2 separate regions of the Mus musculus genome follow, and region 2 is linked to region 1. A link is a contact called in public ChIA-PET data. All regions are on one chromosome and are shown on one strand. The core of a region is the stretch at or near the end of the contact, and the rest is flanking DNA. Distances in the headings are between cores, read along the strand shown.

Region 1 (5,670 bases), core at 1,592-4,091:
AGGGACCTCTGTACAGTGAGATGTGCAACAGCCTTGGCTCTGGGTACAGATGGTGATGGGAAGGATCCTGTCTGTGGTGTTCCACTGTTCCTGTGCCCTATTCCTTCCTGGATGATCCGGTTTTAGACAGTTATTGGAGAGAAAATGGCTATCTCACCTCTGAGCCAGGAGGTGAGAGCACTCCTGGAAGACCAGCTTTCTCCTGGCGGGACCTGTATACAGAGGGCTGTGGAACAGTCTTAGCTCCAGGGTCCAGATGAAGCATTGCTTTCTAAACATGCTACTTTGGGTCCTGATTGCATTAATTCTCTCCTTTGCTGATTCTCTGTTGACCGGTGTTTGAATCTGCCAGACCTTTGATTTGTTTGCAGTACTTTGTAACTCATAGTAAGAGTTTTTTTATTTGTTTGGTTTTGGCTTTCTTTTTTGACGATTACTTCTACCTTTAGCAATTCCATATTACTTTCCCCCTATACTAGCTAAAAATGTTCCCTTGTTTTCCCAATACTTTCCAGTAGCTCATAGTATTTTCTTTTCTGATCTTCAGATGTGCAGAAATGATAGGTTTTATGTGTTTGTTTGTTTGTTTGTTTGTTCTTGTCCCTGGTGTGATTTATCCAGACTGGTTTGGGGGTGAATGCATATGAGAGAAGAGATGGAAGTCACTATTGTTTTATGTCAACTCTGAAAAGCTGTCTAGCTAAATTTTAAATAGCAGTATATATCAGCTATACGATTTGGAAAAAAACTGAAATTGTCATAGAGCTCCCAAATATGTTGAGATAATTTGTTCCTGGCTTGGGAACAACCAATCCTGTAAGATTCCAGGACACCCCCTATGACCCACCACAGACATGTAGACTCCACCCTAGCTTATGAGGCATGAGATGTAGTAAGAATCTGACCTCATTACTCACTGCAGCTTCTCACCTTCTCACTTTGTCTCTTTCTGGGATAATACAGTGTCCCTGGTATACTTGGGCATCTTCAATAGCTAATTTTACCTTTAGATTCTTTCTCAGTATGCTTTTGTCCAGGAAATTTTCTCATGACTTAATGCAAGCTGGTCTCTCAGAAATTTTTGTGTAAAACCACACCAAAATGTGCACATTTCCATTACTGTGCTCGGTATGCTTTTCTGCTTGTGAAGATATGTCCACCTGCGTCCACAGATGGCTTCATTGTGACCGCTTCATCCCAGCATGTTTTAGGGTAATTCTAACCTGAGATTTAGGAAATGCTCATCAGTGGAAGGACTAGTGAGATAATTAAAGCAAAGCAAATGCTTTGGAGTTGTCTGCACTTTGAATGGTCCCAACCAGTAGGGAAATGGCATTCATGGTGTTTTGTTTTGTTATGGTTTGAACTCCTTCTTCTCTAGAAAATAGTTTTATAAGTTTGTAACACTGGTCATAACATAGGGTTATTGGAGACTAATTAGTAAACAGACTTGCCAATGGTGCCAGTAAGTGGAAAGCATACTGTCAGATGATCTTTCTTTTCTTAACTCCACCTATGTGATATTTAGGACAAATATGAATATATCAGCATTATGTAAAGCCCACTAGTAATGGCCAATACCTTCTCAAGATCACAGGATTGTGTTCATGTATATGGAGAGTAGTACTTAAGTACAGCTCAAGTCCTTTGTATGATCTTTAATTGTGTTAGAGAAGAGTGTGTGGAAGTGAAGGAGTAAATACTTAATGGAAAATTATTATAAGATTTGAAATCTTAAAGCCTCTTCTTCTTCTCTAGAGAGATGGAAGACTATAAGAATCACTAAAACATATATTTTGGACTAGAAGAGACTGTGGGATCATTTAACCTCATCTGATAAATACTGATTTGCCCATAATTCTAGTAGCAGAATGAAAGGTAACAAAATTCACAATCACCCCTTCCCCACTTCTCTTCCCTCTTTTCCTGTTAAAGTCGCTACAATAGTAGTCTCACTCAGATGTCCTATAACATATTTTGCTTAGCTAAGGGGTCCTTGGTTGCAATTTAGAAATCTCTTGATTACTCTACATTGCCATGGTATTACAGGTGTTATTATCATGTATCACATGATATTACATTCATCTCTCAACCTATCTCTCAAAGCCTAACAATAATATATATAACAATAATATATATGCATATTTTTTCTCCCCCCCCCACATAGAAAAGGTTGTAAAATGTGAAAAGTAGGTAGGAGCCTGCCCAGCCAGGCTTTGCTATGATGTTAATCAATTATCCATCAGGGAACAATTTTCTTTTCCAAATTCTTCATTGGGAAAAACAATTAGCAGTGGATTTGGAGCCCCTTTCAATAATCTACAAATTCAAAAGCTTTTCAATGTAGATGATAAAGGGATGGTTCTATTTTCTCTGATAGCAGAACAATCATTCACAATCCTGGTCTTACTATATCCAAAGGTGTCTTTGACCATACAGTATTTTCAAGAAACTTAAAAAAAAAACAAAACTGAAATTGAAACAATAAATCTCTGCCAAATCTTCAGATGGTCCAGAAAGAGTATCTTATAAAACAAAGCAACAAAGGGAGTGCCCAAGAAGGTGGGAATTGTTGACCCCAAGAGAAGATGAAAATCCCTCCAGCATTACCCATGTATTTGAGATCTCACAAATTTTAGGAGAAAAAAAATCAACCAGAATAGTCAAAACAAGAAGTAACATCTAGCACGTCAGGGCCCTGCACAGCATATCTGACAGTTTGAACACCAGCTAAAGTTTTTTATAACACCAAATTTATCATGCACAGGCTTCAGATCTGTCACCAGAAGCAGGGTGATGTCAGTGAGAAAATCTGGTGTTGTTTCATTTTCGCAGGTTTTTTAGGATATGAAACTGAGCTGTGGGTTGAGAGTGTCACCACAAAGAGGGGGTAATAATTAGCAATCAGTGAAACAAGGCCTGCTGTGAGGTTAAGAATAAAAATCATGCTTATTAACAAGCAAGTCTGCCATAGGGAGGAGGAAGTGGGACACACATGCTGTGCAACACTCGGGGGCTCTGGTGTTTAGAAACTTTGCGATTCTGTTTTCTGGGCCATGCATGTGGTATTTCATGAGCAGCGCCAATCTCGCACTTCAAGGGAATGCCAGTGGAATGCTGGGAAATCTGTAGTGACGTGGCACTTGTGTCTTCTCCGTCACTAACATGGCCTCTCACGTTTAAATATTGAATTGAGAAATCTGAGAGCTCAGTTGTATTAAGAAGCTTTTGAAATCTTTAAAGCAGCATTAAAATTTCGAGGGTTTTTAAAATTAGTTTGTGCCTGGTCTCTGGCCCATGTTGAAGGGTGATATTATTCTCTATTCAGTATCTTCTGCCAGCTTAGTATGTAATTGTCTTAGAATGGCTGCATGTCTATTAGTTTGGAGAATCCTGAGTTGAAAATTTTGTGGTACATACTGTAGCAGCAGTTAACCCTGGGGAAGAAATTGCTAGTAGCCTTTTGAAATCAAGTTGCTCCTTTTCATTAGTAATGACATACTGGTTTTATTTGGATGACAATGATCCATGGTTGGGAAAACTTATTTATTGTGGCTTTCATTTGGTGCTCTGTAGCCATGAAATTGGTTCTTTATCTTGATGTGCTAAAAAAGAAAGTTACAGGAAGGTAGACTAAGTCTCAAAATGGCATGAAGTCACAGACAAGTCTGCCCCTTTAATGCAACCTCTCCCTGCACCTGGCATATGCTTCTGATGGCTTTTGCTCTCCCCAGTTGACTTGATTGATGTAGTGATTGGTGTAATGTATTAAAACTTGCCAGAACCATGGGGTATCCAGATATTGACAAGATGTTATTCCCAGTACACCTGCAAAGGTGTTTTGGGATGAGAGGAAAGCTGATGTTGGTAGATTGAGTAAAGCAGAATCCTTTCCCCCATGTAGGTTACCCTCAAGTAACCTAGAAGGAACAGAACAAAGGAGATGATGTTTTAGAGTGAAAGCGAATTCCTTACTTCTGCCTTTCTGAGCAGGCCTATGATTATCAGAGTGCCTCTGGACTCAAACCAAGACATCAGCTCTTTTTGTGTCTGAAGTCCTGTGGGCTTTAGACTCATACTTACTTTTGGCTGTTTTTGGCTTGCTACATACAGAATTTGTGACTTCGTGGCCTCTATAACCCTTTGAGCCAATTGTCCCTCCATTACCCCTTTCTGTTTCTAGGAAAGAATTTTGTTAATCAAGCCAAATAAGTAACTTTAAAGGTAGAAACATGTTCAAGGATACTGATAGGAAAAGAGCAGGAGACTGGGTTTGGAACATTCATAGAATGATTATGCAAGTCCAAGATTGATAAAAATCTTACTTTCCAAGTTATGCAAGAAAATAAATAACTTGCATAAGTACTTTTAGTTCTGCTCTGTGTTACTGCCAACCCAATGCAATTCTTAATTAATATACCCCTATGCTACACAAACACAGCAAAAGCCAGAAAGAGAATTTATGCTTCTTTGTTTTACCCTTAGTGATAAAATGCAAAGCTTTGCCCAGGGTGGAAACCATTGAGAAGTTCATAGAATGTTTCCTTCCGTGTACCTGAGCTCAGTTCCTAACATGATCTCAGCAATGTGTTAACAGGAAGAAAACATAGACTCCTTCTTTGAGAGCTCTTATAACTAACCTGACTGAAACACTATAATGGATAAACTCCTGTCCCTCTTTTCTTAAAATGTATAAGCATCAATGCCCATGGCACTTGGCTTTTGGTCAAATAGACAGTACTTTGTTTTGCTTCTGTCTTTCTGATCTCATGTGTTCGATTTGAGTGAGTTTTGTTTATACAAAGGCTTGATTATCCTACCTGGATGTATTATTATAACTAGTTAATTATTATATAGCCAGTACAGTGTGAATGTACAAAGAAATGAAATTGCTCTTTGTATGAAAATTATGCTGATTTGTACAAAGTAGATTCACTGTATTAGATTAGTTATTTTTTGTCACTATAACTAAATATCTGACACAGAAATCTTGCAGAACAAATGGTATATACATTTTTGAATTATCATTTTTGTGTCTGCAACCTATATACACAGTATATGATGTTGGCAGAAACATGTGGACAGCTGTTCGCATCATATCAGTCAGAAAGCAGAGAGCTCAGCACAAAGGAATCGTGGAAATTCTTCCCAAACTTATACCCCCAGTGACCCTACTGCTACCAACTAAGCTCTGTCTTTTAGTTCCCATGGCCTTCCCAAAGGCTGTGTAAATGAGTGCAGGTCTGTATATTATTTTGTAGTGCCTCATTTTAAATAAAGTTTTAAATAAACAGACTATTACACTCTGTTACCTCTGACTATGAGCATTTTTTTCTATTAAAAAAAATCACAGTTTTGATGTTAAGATATTATATCTTAGTGTCAGAATCAGATACTTACACATATAGTGATGAAATGACTCAAGGATTTATATTAGCAACTTTTAAAAAATACCATTCAAGGGACTTAAAAGGATATTTAATCCAAGGTCTCCCAAACCAAACTCCAGAAGCAGCAATTGATCATTTAAGAACATGAAACCAGTTAAGGAACTACAGAATTATCTCCAGTATTCTGATATATACTTCAGAGATTTTTGTGCTGACTAACAAAACCAGACATACAAGTGACATACCCATCTACAAGTCTAAATAAGCTATCTGAATCATT
Region 2 (5,443 bases), core at 2,372-4,871, 590 kb before region 1:
AAATGGAGGAACCGGGGTTCAGCTATAGGTCACTGGAAATGGAAACGGATTTTTTCATACTGTCTGACTGCTTTCAGGAATGCTATTTTTGATTCATGTTTAGTTGAATCAATGATAAATCATCAAATTTTTATGAGTCAGTCCTAACTCAGTAGTGATCTTACACATTGGAAACATAAAATGCTCTAACATATTAATATAATAAGCACAGTTTCAAAACAGAGCATTTTCTATTCTCTAGTCACTTGTTCACTGGGCAGTTGTGGTACAGCAGGGAAAGATACATTGAAAATGTCCTTACAATCCATGCACGGAGCTAACTTGCTGTTAAAATGCAGTCTGCTAGTCAGGGTGGCACATGTCTTTAATCCCAGCACTTGAGAGGCAGAGACAAGCTTCTGCGTTTCAGACCAGTCTGGGATACAGAGTGAGACCCTATCTCAGAGCAACAAACAGAGAGTCAAATCATATTGTCTTCTTTTTTTCTTGCCTTAGCATCTTGAATAGTGTTTGGGCTTTCCGTTGACAGTTTCTTATTCTGCCTCTCCTTGGTTTGAGCACTCAAACATTGCAGAACATAAATAAATAGAAATAAATAAATACATAAATAAATACTCTCAAGTAGGTGAGTTCCCAAAGGACAGCTTTACATGGTCTCTTTGCCTCTTTTGTGCTGCTGGGCACAGATTTAGACAAACTCATTGCTGCCTGCATATTAAGAGCTTAATAAATACAGATGGGAGGAATGCATGATTTATGACAGTGTTGCCTGTTTAGCTTGGTGATAATGCTCACAGATCCTAGGACTATGTTTCTTGTGGAGTAAAAATAAATAAACTCCTCTTTGTAAGTTAGAGAGTTGATGGGAAAAACCAAGGAACGCCTACAGACTTTTTTTTAAAAAAGGAATTTCCTGTGCTCAGATAGTTGAGTTCATTTGCAATGTCTCTTGTCCTGACTGACAATGCTGAAGGATAAGTGTATGATATCAAAAGCCTGAGCAGCTCCAGGGTTGCTACAGAGAGGAGAGGGGAATGGGTTGAAAGAAAATCCGCACCGTCCTGCTTCAGTGTCATCTCTCCTCTTTGTACAGGGTGGCTGAAGGCTACCTTAGGTCTCTATACTGTTTGCCTGGTAGGTTTGTTACTGTTTTCCTGGCCTGACCTGGTGATGCTGGTGAGCAGCCAAGTGTTCTGGAAGTCCACACTCTGGTTTTGCGAAGGAGGTCCTTGGTAAATAAATGGGGCTCTCACCCTGTAGAGTGCATTTCTTGCCGACCAGAATTGAAGCTTTGCCTGTGCTTTTGACCAGTGCTGGCTGCTTTCTATAAGGGCAGGGTCTGTGCACAGAGTCACACAAATGCACTTCTCAGTAGGAATTGTAGAATTCGGCTTGTAGAGGAAAGGACTGTCGAGTTGGCTAGACCTACGCTTGACCCCGCTCCCTACATGGGCTGATAACTAAAAGAAAAGAATGTCAAATGCTTAAGAAACAGTGGGCACCGACAGAAAGGTTGCCAGGGCTTTGTCGATAACCAGCTCTCCTTTTCTTCTTCTGCCCTTTTCCTCCTCGGGCTCAGCTAGCCACTAAATGAGTAAATTGCTAGCGGGAATGATCCTCACCAGGCTTGTGAAACCAGGGGCCTAGGTAGGCAGCAGATTGCCAGATGGAGTGTGGGTCTCTCCTGCCCCAGGACATGAGTTGCCTCAGCTTAGTAGCTGTGTGTTGGCCAAATGTGCTGGTTTTTCTCCATGTGTCAGTGTTGGGAGGGATTGCAAGGCAGAGTAGATCCCAACCCCAGAATTGAACTTGAGGTCACCAACATCCTCTAACAGAGGATGTAAATGGTAATTTTAGGTCCTGTATCTCTGTCCATTCTTAGTTATGAATTGGAATGAGTTTATTGAGCCACCTAGCCCAGGTGGTCTCCTCCAGACAGTAATCCTACTACTAAAGTGTTTGAACTTGCTTTTATACAACAGTGTGAAGAGCTTCCTTGTTCCAGCTGTCCATGTGAAAAGTGCATAGCCTGTATAAATATCATAGACCTTCACGGAGAGGCATTCCTGTCTCCCTCAGCCTAGGGACCTTTGCTTAGGCCACATGTCATGTCTGTCCATCTCTCTGTCTCCTGCCAGGTCTTTCCTCCTCTTCTTCCTCCTGTTCCTCCTTGTCCCCATGGAACACAATGCACACACGAACACTTAGGCTTACCCTACTAGGATCCATGATCCTGGAAGCCATCCCCTAATATCCAGTGAGTACCTTCCAATGGCCTCGCTGCTTCCATTTTGCACTGGCTGAACTGAACCTCATTGACTGCTCATTGAACTCTACGTTGGCTAGAGATCAGCACCTCTGAAATAAACAAAAGTATGTCTGGACATGGAATTCTCCATCTTCAAATTGCCACGTGGAAAGTGATAGTTTTTTCCTTAAATGTATACTTTCCTGACTCCTCAGTTCCAAAGGTGGCATCATCAAAACAAACAAACCAACCAACCAACCAACCAACCAACCACAACCCTCTGACAGCAGATAAACTTTGATTTCCCTTGAATTTCATTCATCTCTCTGCTTCTTGCAAACACAGGCCTGGTGTACCTTGGAGGTATGATCTGCAGCCTCCTCTGTTCGTTGTGTAGGATTCGTTGACTTATGGAGCATTTGAACACAAGCTCCCTGTGTTGCCCAGTAGGAACCCACTTGATCCTTTCCAAAGCCACTCTTGTGGAGCTTGTGATGTTCAATGAACACGTTAACAAGCTGTCACTGTGACTTTGTCACCAGGCAAATCTCAGAGCATCTCCAGGCTCATTTTGCCTAATTATTTATACATACAGATTTCAGTCCCTCTTACTGGGCTTAGTCAGACCTGTGCAGGTTATCAAGTATGGCAAGATATGTCATGAATGCTTTGCCATTAAAACTGGTCACTTCTGTCTTGGGGTCCCGCTAATCTTAAAGTGAATAGCAGAAAATTTTATTTATTTATTTTTTAAGCTTTGGAAGTTACAAAATTTGTTCCTTGAAACAACTTACCTTTGAATGTTTGCCAGTGTGAACCTAACACCTAGCCCTGTCAGTTTAAAATGTGTGTGCCTGTATTTGAACAGAGAATGTAAATTTAATCCTAGTAGGTGCCTATTCTGAAAACCATCTTCTCTCCAGTGTAAATGTGCACTTATCAGAACAGAACAAATGTATTCAAAAACAGGAGAGTAAATGGCCTTTTTGATTCAGATTGCCTCTACACTCTCCCCCTCCCCTCCCCCATCATAGTGAAAGCTTTATTATCAATCCCTTCATTTTCTTCCAGCTTTAGATTTGGAGGGCAGAACAGGAAAACATTTGGGGGCCAGTTGTTTTGAATCAAAACAAATCAAGAACTGGCAAAAAACAGTCGTTTCCTGGCTCTCTGCTGATCTGATTGGTGTCATTTCCCCAGCTCAGGAGAGCTGTGTTTGCTCATCTTTCGTTTGCTTCTGCAGATTGGTGTTAGTGGGTGATGTAAAAACCCTCTAACGTATTAAATGGCAGTGAGGTAACACAGAACTGGAGCCCCTGACTGCCTGGCCTTGTTTTAGGGATTTCCCCTTCACATACATCTCTGCTTGACAAGGACAGACAGGGTGTTTTTCGGTGGCTTCCTAGGCTGGCATAGGAAGTGTCTGGTGGCCCACTTCCTGTGTCACATTGTTCACACATTTGACAAAACCCAGAAAAAAAAGGCAGCGGCAAGGGAAGTTAGGCTTCACTTTGCCATGAAGGCATAATTACATAAGAGTGGCATCTAAAAGTGCCAGACATGGTCTTGGAGCAACCACAATTCTGATCAGTGGGCTGAATTTCTGAGAATACCACTACCCGTGGCTTTGAAGTCCCTAACTCTGTCTAACCACTCAGTTTGCAAGATTGGAACAAGAAAAGTGGTGAGTTTGCAAACCTTAGTCACAGGACAATATTTGGGACAGTGTGCCTGGGATCTCTCAGAGGCACAGGCACATTCCTTCATTCCCCACCCCAACATGGAGCCGTTTTATGGAGCTACATCTTGCCTCAGCTTCTCTCAGCTTCTGAGTGGGTACAGTTCCAGATGTGTGCCCCCATGCCCTGCTCTGTGTCTTCTGACATGAAGGTCATCAGACAGAGTCTCTGGTTGGGGCATAAAGGCCTGGGTGCATACTGCTAACTTGAAGCCTTGCTTCTTAAAGAGTCCTGGACATTCTGCATGTGTCCTTTTTCTCTGTAAGATAGGAGAGTAGGGCACAGCAGCTGCTACCTAAAGACCATGTGTGGAACCAAATAACTCAGTACACACCTGTAAGGTCTGTACTGATGAGTTTGAAGCTCAAAGGTCTTTACAGTTCAAGATCATGTATCTAAGAGGATACAAAACAAACTTCAGGGCTAGGAAAATAGCTCAGTGGGAGGATGTTTGTCTAGCATGCCTGAGACCCTGGGTTCAATCCCCAGTACTAGAAAATTAACTAACTAATAAAATAAAAAATTTTTAAAAATCCACAAAAGTAAAGAACACAAACTCAACCCAATGAATACAAAAACCAAACACATGAACACACATGAAGTCACATTATGGAATCCCTTCCTCACTTTGTTTTTTTAGATGACATTTACTGTTATTTATAAATTTGATATAAAAATAATAATAACATTCCTTTACAATAAATCATGGTTAGTAGTATCTCATAAAAAGCCTTCTGTGCTATGTTCATGCACACAGAGCAAGCACAATTGAGGCTTGAAAAGGCTCGTGACCCTCTTGGAAAGGTGGATCTGGGATTGAAACATGTCTGCTGTTGGGCTGTAGCTCCTTAGCCAGTGAGACTTACAGAGATGGTTAACAGTTGTTGGCTGAGATCATACGAGGGGTGGGTACCTAGCACAGGTTTAGGGCACAGGCAAGCAGCACAGCAGACAGCTTATGGATGAAACAGTCCAGTGGAGTGGGCCTTTAGGTTTCTCCCTTTTCAGTAAGATTGTCACACCCTATGTTAGGTGACCACCAGCCATGGTTGAAATCACTTCCCCTGGGCAGGGCAGTATGTATGCTCTGTGCACTGCTGGGTGTTAGTATTCTTGTTTAGACCCTGAGCATTTACACAGGCTGTAGATTACCGATGAAATGCTTCTGTTTAGCTAGGACAGCCAGATGAAGTCTGTTGCAGTTGTTCGGTTCTTAACTGTCTGCTGATTTTTGGCCTAATGGAAACATGGCCGAAGTCAAGCATTCTTTCCAGTTGACAGATACAGTGTATTTGCCCAGCAGGGAAATTGGGGCACATTTGAAGCAAGGAAGATGCTGAGCAAATGGGAGTGACAGGAAACAAGGTGAGAAGTCTGGTGTGGGCAGGACCTTGCAGGTTGCCACCCAAGGAGGCAAGGAGGCAAGTATAGAACAGCGTCTTTCTCCTGTGGGGAT

The links. ChIA-PET counts read pairs in DNA pulled down with a chosen protein or histone mark.
Region 2: a contact with region 1 is called in an RNA polymerase II ChIA-PET map of memory CD8 T cells, with 12 read pairs. The contact joins two enhancer-like sites. A contact is called at or near these places in 1 of 484 Hi-C or Micro-C datasets (liver) and 1 of 115 datasets of contacts at active chromatin or transcription factors (memory CD8 T cells).

What each region holds. Positions count from the first base shown.
Region 1 is chr15:52,562,887-52,568,556 of GRCm38.p6, reverse strand. No RefSeq gene overlaps it. Among named protein-coding and RNA genes, the nearest start is that of Gm23267, 66 kb to the right of the region's middle. Within about 2 kb of position 2,841, at least 35 of the 459 cell types and tissues checked have an H3K27ac peak or open chromatin away from gene starts, as enhancers often do. A contact at or near this core is called in memory CD8 T cells, where this site is marked.
Region 2 is chr15:53,155,644-53,161,086 of GRCm38.p6, reverse strand. The region is part of intron 1 of Ext1 (exostosin glycosyltransferase 1); the gene reads left to right. Among named protein-coding and RNA genes, the nearest start is that of Ext1, 190 kb to the left of the region's middle. Within about 2 kb of position 3,621, at least 70 of the 459 cell types and tissues checked have an H3K27ac peak or open chromatin away from gene starts, as enhancers often do. A contact at or near this core is called in memory CD8 T cells, where this site is marked.